Regions from separate parts of the Macaca mulatta genome. Here region 1 is linked to region 2. The links are chromatin contacts, called in public Hi-C maps. All regions are on one chromosome and are shown on one strand. Each heading gives the region's core, a stretch centred on a gene start, on an enhancer-like site or on the middle of the called end of the contact. The rest is flanking DNA. Distances are from core to core; before and after follow the strand shown. Region 1 holds the start of SMIM8 (small integral membrane protein 8). Region 2 holds the start of SLC35A1 (solute carrier family 35 member A1).

What was found. A called contact is a pair of places that touch in the nucleus more often than the background predicts.
Region 1: a contact with region 2 is called in a Hi-C map of liver, with 5 times the contacts expected there. The contact joins the promoter of SMIM8 here to the promoter of SLC35A1 in region 2. A contact is called at or near these places in 4 of 14 Hi-C or Micro-C datasets (CD4 T cells, cortical neurons, fetal cortex germinal zone and 1 more).

What each region holds. Positions count from the first base shown.
Region 1 is chr4:98,586,270-98,590,423 of T2T-MMU8v2.0, reverse strand. SMIM8 (small integral membrane protein 8) reads left to right here and starts at 1,648. Exons shown (of 3, transcript XM_002803820.4): 1 at 1,648-1,687.
Region 2 is chr4:98,447,744-98,451,921 of T2T-MMU8v2.0, reverse strand. SLC35A1 (solute carrier family 35 member A1) reads left to right here and starts at 2,732. Exons shown (of 8, transcript NM_001266759.1): 1 at 2,732-2,782. The coding sequence starts at 2,767.

The DNA of each region.
Region 1 (4,154 bases), core at 399-2,898, 140 kb before region 2:
GCCAGGCGCAGTGGCTCATGCCTGTAATCCCAGCACTTTCGGAGGCTGAGGCAGGTGGATTGCCTGAGGTCAGGAGTTCGAGACCAGCCTGATCAATATGGTGAAACTCTGTCTCTACTAAAAATACAAAAATTAGCCAGGCACGGTGGCATACACCTGCAGTCCCAGCTACTTGGGAGGATGAGGCAGGAGAATTGCTTGAGCCCAGGAGGTGGAGGTTGCAGTGAGCCAAGATCATGCCACTGCATTCCAGCCTGGGCGACAGAGTGACACTCTCACACTCCATCTCAAAAAAAAAAAAAAAAAAATCTAGTAAGGGAAAGTGATTCTGTATAGAATGTAAATTTTCCCCGGAAGAGACAGCTTTTCAAGGCCATTTCAAAATATGTCGAATAAATATATTTTGGGGTAACATATTTTTATTTCTTTCAGGTCCCACTATGTGTCATGTGATGTTATTCCAGAGTCAGGTTGGAATTTTCTTATTGCTACAGTATATTTTATCAGTCTTAAGATCTCCGTTTTAATGTTAATTCTGGTCAGTTGTGTCTAAACTCCAATGGGAGGAGGGTATAATGAGGCATGTCCAACCACCCACCCCTTCCCATCAGGGTCTGAACTCATTTTTCAGGGTTTTTTGAGATTACCTTGGCCAAGACAGAGGTCCATTCCTTTTGGGGGTAGGTGGGTGGTGGTGGTGCTTAGAATTTTATTTTTGGTTTTTGTATTAGTCTCTTCTCACACTGCTAGAAAGAACTACCTGAGGCTGGGTAACTTATAGAGAAAAGAGGTTTCATTAGCTCGCAGTTCCACAGGCTGTACAGGAGGTATGGCTCCAGAGGCCTCAGGAAATTTACAATCATGGCAGAAGAGGAAGCAAGCACGTCCTACCATGGCGCAGGAGAGAGACAGAGAGAGAGAGAGTGCGAAAGGGGAAGTGCTACACACTTTTAAACGAACAGATCTTCTGAGAACTTCAGCATGGGAATGTCAAGGGGAAAGTCTGCCGCATGATTCAGTGACCTCTCACCAGGGCCCTCCTTCAACACAAGGGTGCTATCATTCCACATGAGATTTGGGTGGTGACACAGAGCCAAACCATATCAGTTTTCACGTGTATCCCAACAAACTTAAACATCAGCAAAGTATGTGCAAACCAGCATCCCTATATCTATTCTTGTCTCAACTGCACCTGCATACATCTGCATCTTGGACTCTCAAGGCCCTAACGTAATGGCAGAGTATTAACTCTACACTTAAATGACTGTGCCCCTAAAGTAGGGGTAGGAGGAGATCAGATCTAGCTTTCTTTCCCAAATCAGAATGCTTTTCCACTTTCATGAAATAAACATACTTCTAGGAGATGTCTCCTTTTATTTATACAAACATACACACGGAACTGGAAGGTAATTTGAAGTTGGGAGGTGGAAAACTAAAGGTCAAAAAGGGAAGAAAGCAAAAACGTCCCTTGCAAACTCTAGCCCGCAGACCTCAAGGACGGGCGCGAGGTCCTCAGAACCGGAACGACGAGCGCTGGATGGATTCCTGCAGCCCCGCGCTGCAACCTCCGGAAGATAGGAGACGCTGTGGCGCCAGGCCGGGCGCGCTCTACCGCTCTCTCTCGCAGGTGGGGCGGTGAGGTGGGGCGGGGCGTCTCGGGCGCTGAGAGGACGTGACCCCGCAAAAGGTAAGCGGCGGCGGCGGCTACGGTGCTGAGTGGTTGGGCGCCGGCCTGGAGGGGACCGGGCGGCCGCACCATCACGCTCCCGTCTCTGCCCTTCCTGGCTGCCCTGCGGGCCCCCCAGGGAGGGAGCGTCCTCTCGGGCAGCCCAAATCTTTGCCTCTCGGTGGACGCCCTGTACCCGCACCCCAAGTCGGTGGAGCTTTCTGGCCCCACAGAGCCCATTTCCCGGACTCACCTTGCGGGCGCCAGTCTGTTCGGTACTTCATCCATGGACTCCCCCACCCCTAGAACTCTCTGGTTTCCTCCAGTTTCTTAGTGTCCTGGCTCACCAGACTCATAGTTAGGGGAGCATGGTGGTGTTTTCAGGAGATGCCCCTTTTCTTTTGTCATTGTGCGGACACGCGTACTTGTTCAGCCCTGCCACACAATGTGTAGAACTTAACTGAATGAAGTTTCTTCTGGAGGCTTCCAATGCGTCTTTGAGTAAGCCTTCGGCAGCGAACTGTAGTCCATGACATTGGGGGAAGCCAGATAAGACTCAGATTGTCAGTCCTCAGGCTGTCGCCAGCAAAGCCTTTCTCCTTTTTTCAGGGACCGTAGTACATCCAAGAGATGGAAAGGTGCTTTGTTTTGTTTTGTCTTGTTTTGTTTTGTTTAAGACAGAGTTTCACTCTGTCGCCCAGGCTGGAGTGCAGTGGTGCGATCTGAGCTCACCGCAACCTTCACCTCCTGGGTTCAAGCGATTCTCGTGCCTCAGCCTCCCGAGGACCTGGAATTACAGATGTGCGCCACCACACCCGGCTACTTTTTGTATTTTTAGTAGAGACAAGGTTTCATCATGTTGGCCACGCTGGTTTCCAACTCCTGACCTCAAGCAATCCACCCGCCTCAGCCTCCCAAAGTGCTGGGATTACAAGCGTGAGCCACCCCACCCGGTGGGAAAGATACTTTTTTAAAAAGTATATTTTACCTTAAAAACAACATATATATAATCAGTTTTTAAAACAAGTGATTATAATTTTGTTTCTTAAATATTGTAATAGATATGCAAAGGCCTTTTATCAATTTAAAAGTAAGATGGGGTGAGGTGGTGAAATATTGGTGGGCTGGAGATTGGGAGACCTAGGTGATCGCACCCTCCTGGTAAAGACATCTCCCTGGGTCTGGGTTTCTCAGAAGGGGATGTAGAAGGGGGAGTTAGACAAAGTGGTGAGTACGACAGTAGCTACCATTCATTGAACATCTGCATCCTTTAAAATGTATTCGTCTTATTTAATACACACATTTAGTACCTATCTATGCAATAGATAGTAGTACCCTTTTATAAAGATGGAAACTGAAAATCAGAGTTGGCACCTAAAGACACACAGGTTATAAGTAGCGAAGTGAGAATTTGAGGTTATGCTAATTCCCTCAAGCCATGAAGTCCTCTGATTCTATCCCAAACTTGTTTAAACTAATTTAAATTATTTTTAAGGTTTTCTGCCCCAAACTTCAAGTTAGTTTCTTAAGTATTAAGATAATGTGGCATGTGAAACTATTAAGAAGTGTATTATACTTTCATTAAAATATTTTGCCCATTTTATAATTCTCTGTCTTTTAAAGGAAAGGCTTTCATTATTAATAAGGTTCCTGCTTGTTAACATTTTATGATTCTGGTCATTTTATTTTGTCTTCTATTGAGGTGCTTATTTCTAAAATATATATTTGAAGATTGTTTCCCTTGAAGTAATTCTTATATTCTTTATAGCTTGGTCTAATTTGCATGTACAATATATTAATAGGTAGTCATGTATTCTGGAATAACTCCCTGAGCAAGACTTTTACTGAAGGAGGGAAAATCATTCAAAAATGACTAGTCCTGACTCTCGGCATAGGACCATCTGTACAACCTCTCACATTGTGTGTTACTAATTTCAGGGGCTTACTATTCTTATGCTTTGAGATGTAAATGACTCTCATGGAGTTGGGTAAATAGGCAGTCCTTTATCTTTGCTTCTTTTTCCATTGCACGCTTCCATCACAGGAGGATGGACAGGAGAAAAAGGTAAAGAACACGTTACCGGGGAGAAACAAATGAAGTAAATACAGCTTAGTTTAGACCTTTTTTACAGGCAGCTGTGAAATGTTCTACTCTCCTTTTTTTTTTTTTTTTTTTTTTTTAAGAAAAGATAAATAGCAGTTTCTTAATCATGCATAGAAAAGGGAACAAGAAGTGGGTGATGGAAAAATGAAGAAGAAATAAGAGTGGGGCAGATTACACAGCCAGGGGTGCCTGCTTAATTATTTTGCAGGTAGGGCCTCACACAAATTAATCCCAAAATTACTTAGCCAAGAGCAGTGTAATGCCAGGTTCCCAGCATCCCTACTAATCTGTATGTTTTATGTGATTACTGTTTTAACACAGTAAATGAGGTTTTTAAATCCAGCTTAAAATAAATAGATCTTCAAAGTGATAATAACTAGAGAT
Region 2 (4,178 bases), core at 1,483-3,982:
AAAATTCTATAAATTTATCTTTTTCTTTGTTTCCTGAGATAACTGTGGTGTTCAGTTTCCTTCATTGGAATGTGTATTAGGTGGTTCTTGCAGTGCTATAGAGAAATACCTGAGCCTGAGTAATGTGTAAGAAAATAGGTTTAATTGGCTCATGATTCTGCAGGCTGTACGGGAAACACAGTGCTGGCATATGCTTCTGGGCAGGACTCAGGTAGCTTTTACTCATGGCAGAAGGCGAAGTGGGAGCAGGCACATCACATGGCCGGAGCAGGAGACAGAGAAAGAAAGAGAGAGACTTTTAAAACACCAGATCTCCTGTGAACTCAGAGCGAGAGCTCATTTATCACCAAGGGGATGGCCAATGCCATTCATGAGGATCTGCCCCCATGATCAGAACTCCCACCAGGCCCCACCTCCAACATTGGGGATTACAATTCAACATAGATCTGGGCAGGGACAAATGTCCACATTATATCAGAAGGCATCAGTAAGCTCAACTTTGTTAGACGATAGTTTGACAGGTTTGTCCCTGTTGGTCTTGGGCTAACTGGGTTAGGACAAAGAGGCATCAAAATCTAGTTAAGGTTGATGCCAATGAAGTATAATAGTCTTTTGAGGCAATGAAAATGTATAAGAAAAGTAGGATTCAACAGCATGATGTTATGTGAACCAGAAATGCCACAAAAATGGCTCAGCAGCGTTTGATCCACCACCTTAATTGGGATCTCCCTCTCTCTCTGTGTGTGTGTGTGTCTGTCTGTAAAATGCTCTTCCTCACCAGAAGGAATGATAGTTCCTAGTTGATTCTACCACCTAGGACAGGAAACAACAAAACCTCTTCTTGTTGCCAGAAATTAAAACATGCTTCAAAAAGCTAGTGCAGGCCAGGTGTGGTGGTTCACACCTGTAATCCCAGAACTTTGGGGGGCTGAGGTGGGAGGGTTGTTTTAGGTGGGGAGTTTGAGAACCAGCCTGGGCAACAAAGTGAGATGCCCCCACCCACAATCTCTACAAGAAGACAAAAAGAAAAAAAATAGTAAAAACAGTTGGTGCAGGCTTAAAAACACAGGCAGGCTTACAAGGGCCTTTTGGAACAATTGAGCATTTAGAAATTACACTTAATTGAGGTAAGTTGACACTATAATGATGGTCCAAACTGGGAAGAGAGAAACCATACAAAGCAGTAGCTGTAAAACAAAGGAAGGACTGTATGATAGAATATTTTTAATTTTTAAAATTAATTTCGAGTACATATATGACTTTTCTGTTTAAATGTATGCATAAGTACATACACAGGAGAGAACTGAACAATTCTACAAGTAGAAACTATACCAATTACGGTAAGGGAAGATTAGTACCAGTGAGCACACTCATTACCAGGTAGAGGAAGAGTCCAACACTATTCCAAAATGAGATTCATCAAATGTCTGCCTCTACAAAGTCAACTCTGGTCTCCTGGGAGCCCCTCCCAATATTAATATGATGCCAATAAGGCATGCAAAATGTTCCAAGAAGGTTAACAGACCAGATATATCTATATGTATATTTAACAAGACAATGGTATATAACATTCACCACTCAACCCTCTAAAAGGACAATTTTGGAGAAAGAACATGCTGCAGAAGGTGTGGGCTGCTGGGCAGCTCAGAATCTTGCATCGCTATTCCTGTAAGTGCTGAGGTATTTTCATAGTATTTTAAACCAATACACATATCTGGAACATCATTTATTTCACCAATGAATTATTTCTAATATCAATTATGATAATTAACATCCCCTAGTGAAAGTGGAGATTATAGTGGTTAAAATGCCTGTTGATACATCTACTTTTTTTTTTTTTTTTGAGACGAAGTCTCGCTGTGTCGCCCAGGCTGGAGTGCAGGGGCGCGATCTCTGCTCACTGTAATCTCCCGAGTTCAAGTGATTCTCCCGCTTCGGCCTCCTGAGTAGCTGGGATTACAGGTGCGAGCCACCACGCCCGGCTAATTTTTTGTATTTTTAGTAAAGACGGGGTTTCGCCATATTGGCCTGGCTGGTCTCGAACTCCTGACCTTAGGTGATTCATCCGCCTCGACTTCCCAAAGTGCTGGGATTACAGGCGTGAGCCACCGCGCCCGGCCGATACATCTAATTTTTTTTAAAAGGCCCTTTTGTTGTCCGAAGATCATTCGTTAGAATGTCTAGCTGGGTAAATATAACCAATGACAATGCTGACGATATGGAACAGGCACAAGACGTTTGAACAATATGTAGCATAAATTATAACTTATCTAGAACACAAGGTAACAGTGGAAGATAATGAGCTAGGTGGAAGTTACAAATGTTGCCGCAAGTAGTTTTTGTTACTTTACGAGTTCTGGGAGCTTCTCTAACAGCTTTGACAGGAGTGAATCCCTAAGGCTAAACCCAAATCCTTATCTGCCGCCTACTCACACCTTTGTGAGGACTACGATTCCCAGAAGGCAGCGCTCCCTTCACTCAGCCGGCGGGGAGCCGCAGTTTACAGAACCACCTCCCCAACCGAATTTCACACACCTGTCACTTAGGACGCGGCCGGGAAGGCCTCCCTTCGATCCGCGTTCTCCCCATTTTGGGGTGTAGTTCAGATTCCTGAAACCAGTTTTAGCGCGTGGCCGACCGGGAGGCCGGCGAGGCGCTCTAGGCCGAGCGGCTTCGTCTCTATGACCACAAGGGGCGGTCCCTGGTGTCCTGCGCTGGGGCGCGGAAGGGGCGGGCGTCAGTTCCGCGCTGGGCTATCGGGGAACCATGGCTGCCCCGAGAGGTGAGGACTGGGGCTGCTGGGAGTGGGAAGTCTGAGGGGGGCGGCGGCGGTCTAGCATCTGCGCTGGTCCGCGCCTGTCGAGCAGCGGAACACCCTGGTTGCCCACGGCCTCTGCGGCCGGGCTGAGGCGTCAGGAATTTGCGTGGAGCTGCTCCCGGCCGTCCGGGCAGCCGGCCTCCCCCTGCGGCTGCAGTCTCCGCGCCTGACTCCGCGTTTGGCAGGTCGGCAGTCCGAGACCGCGCTGACCTCCACTAGCTGGGAGTGGGTGGGAACCGAATTCTGACAGGCCTGGGTTGCGGCGGACCCGGAGAGGGGCCAGGGCGTGGGTCCGGGGCTGGACCGCATCGCCCAGCGAGACAGGACAGTTCTTGGCCCTGGCCCCGCGACTTCGGTGTCTTCTGCGCCTCCTGCCTTGCGGATGCTCAGAGACTTAAAGGCAGACTCCGGGCGCAGACCCCACGCGGCGGCTGGGCCATGCAACAACCAGTAAAGACATCATTGGGACGTCAAAACAGCACTGAAATCGTAATGAAAGGAAGATAACAATCGTTAACAGTTCCCACCTGTGTGCTGTATGTAATTATAGAGAATGCTGTATGCAGTTAGAAGGAACACTCTGATATTTGTGGTGGAAGGTGAGAGCCACCTCCCTCCTCCTAAGGGATGGCACATTTGGGTGAAGGCGTATTTGTTTACTAATTGGCATTTAAGGAGGGCGAGTCTAATTGACTCCGCACCACTTTTGCTGAGCAGTGTAAGTTGGGACCAGAGGTGGATTTTTTGACTGTGGTGCATTAACTAGGAGAAGTTGGACAACACTCGGATTCTTGCTCCACCCTTCCTCCATAGAACACTTGGCTTCACCCTTGAATAAATATTGAACGAATACCTAAGGAATATCTTCTTACGTGGGTGTCAAGTTATTTTCCCTGTTGCGAGGTCCATGTTTATCATCAGGCCCTGCCCAGGGGCATTGTCTTTAATTGCATATGCTTCTCTTATGTCTTCTTTCTGTTTCATTTCAAATAAGTCCAATCTTAAAAGCCTTTTGTGTAGCAACACAGGAAATAAAGGAAAAAGAAATAGAATTGTTCTGATAACTAAAATGGAATGGGGATAGCAAAATTGATCCGAACGAAAACTTATAAATAACAGAAGTCAAATCATTACTTGAAATAGCTGCAACAATGTAAAGGTTTAGGCTTATTGCCAATACATATTTGTTGAGGCTTGATTGTAATCCTAACAAAATTACAGTTTCTATAGCTTCCGAATATCCACAAAAGATTTATCTGGGACTTCCTGAATTTCTAAGTTCTTAGGTATTACAAGTAATGTCCCCATAAACTATAGTAAAACGTAACTGAAAAAAATTTTAAACTGTAAGTTTCTTTTG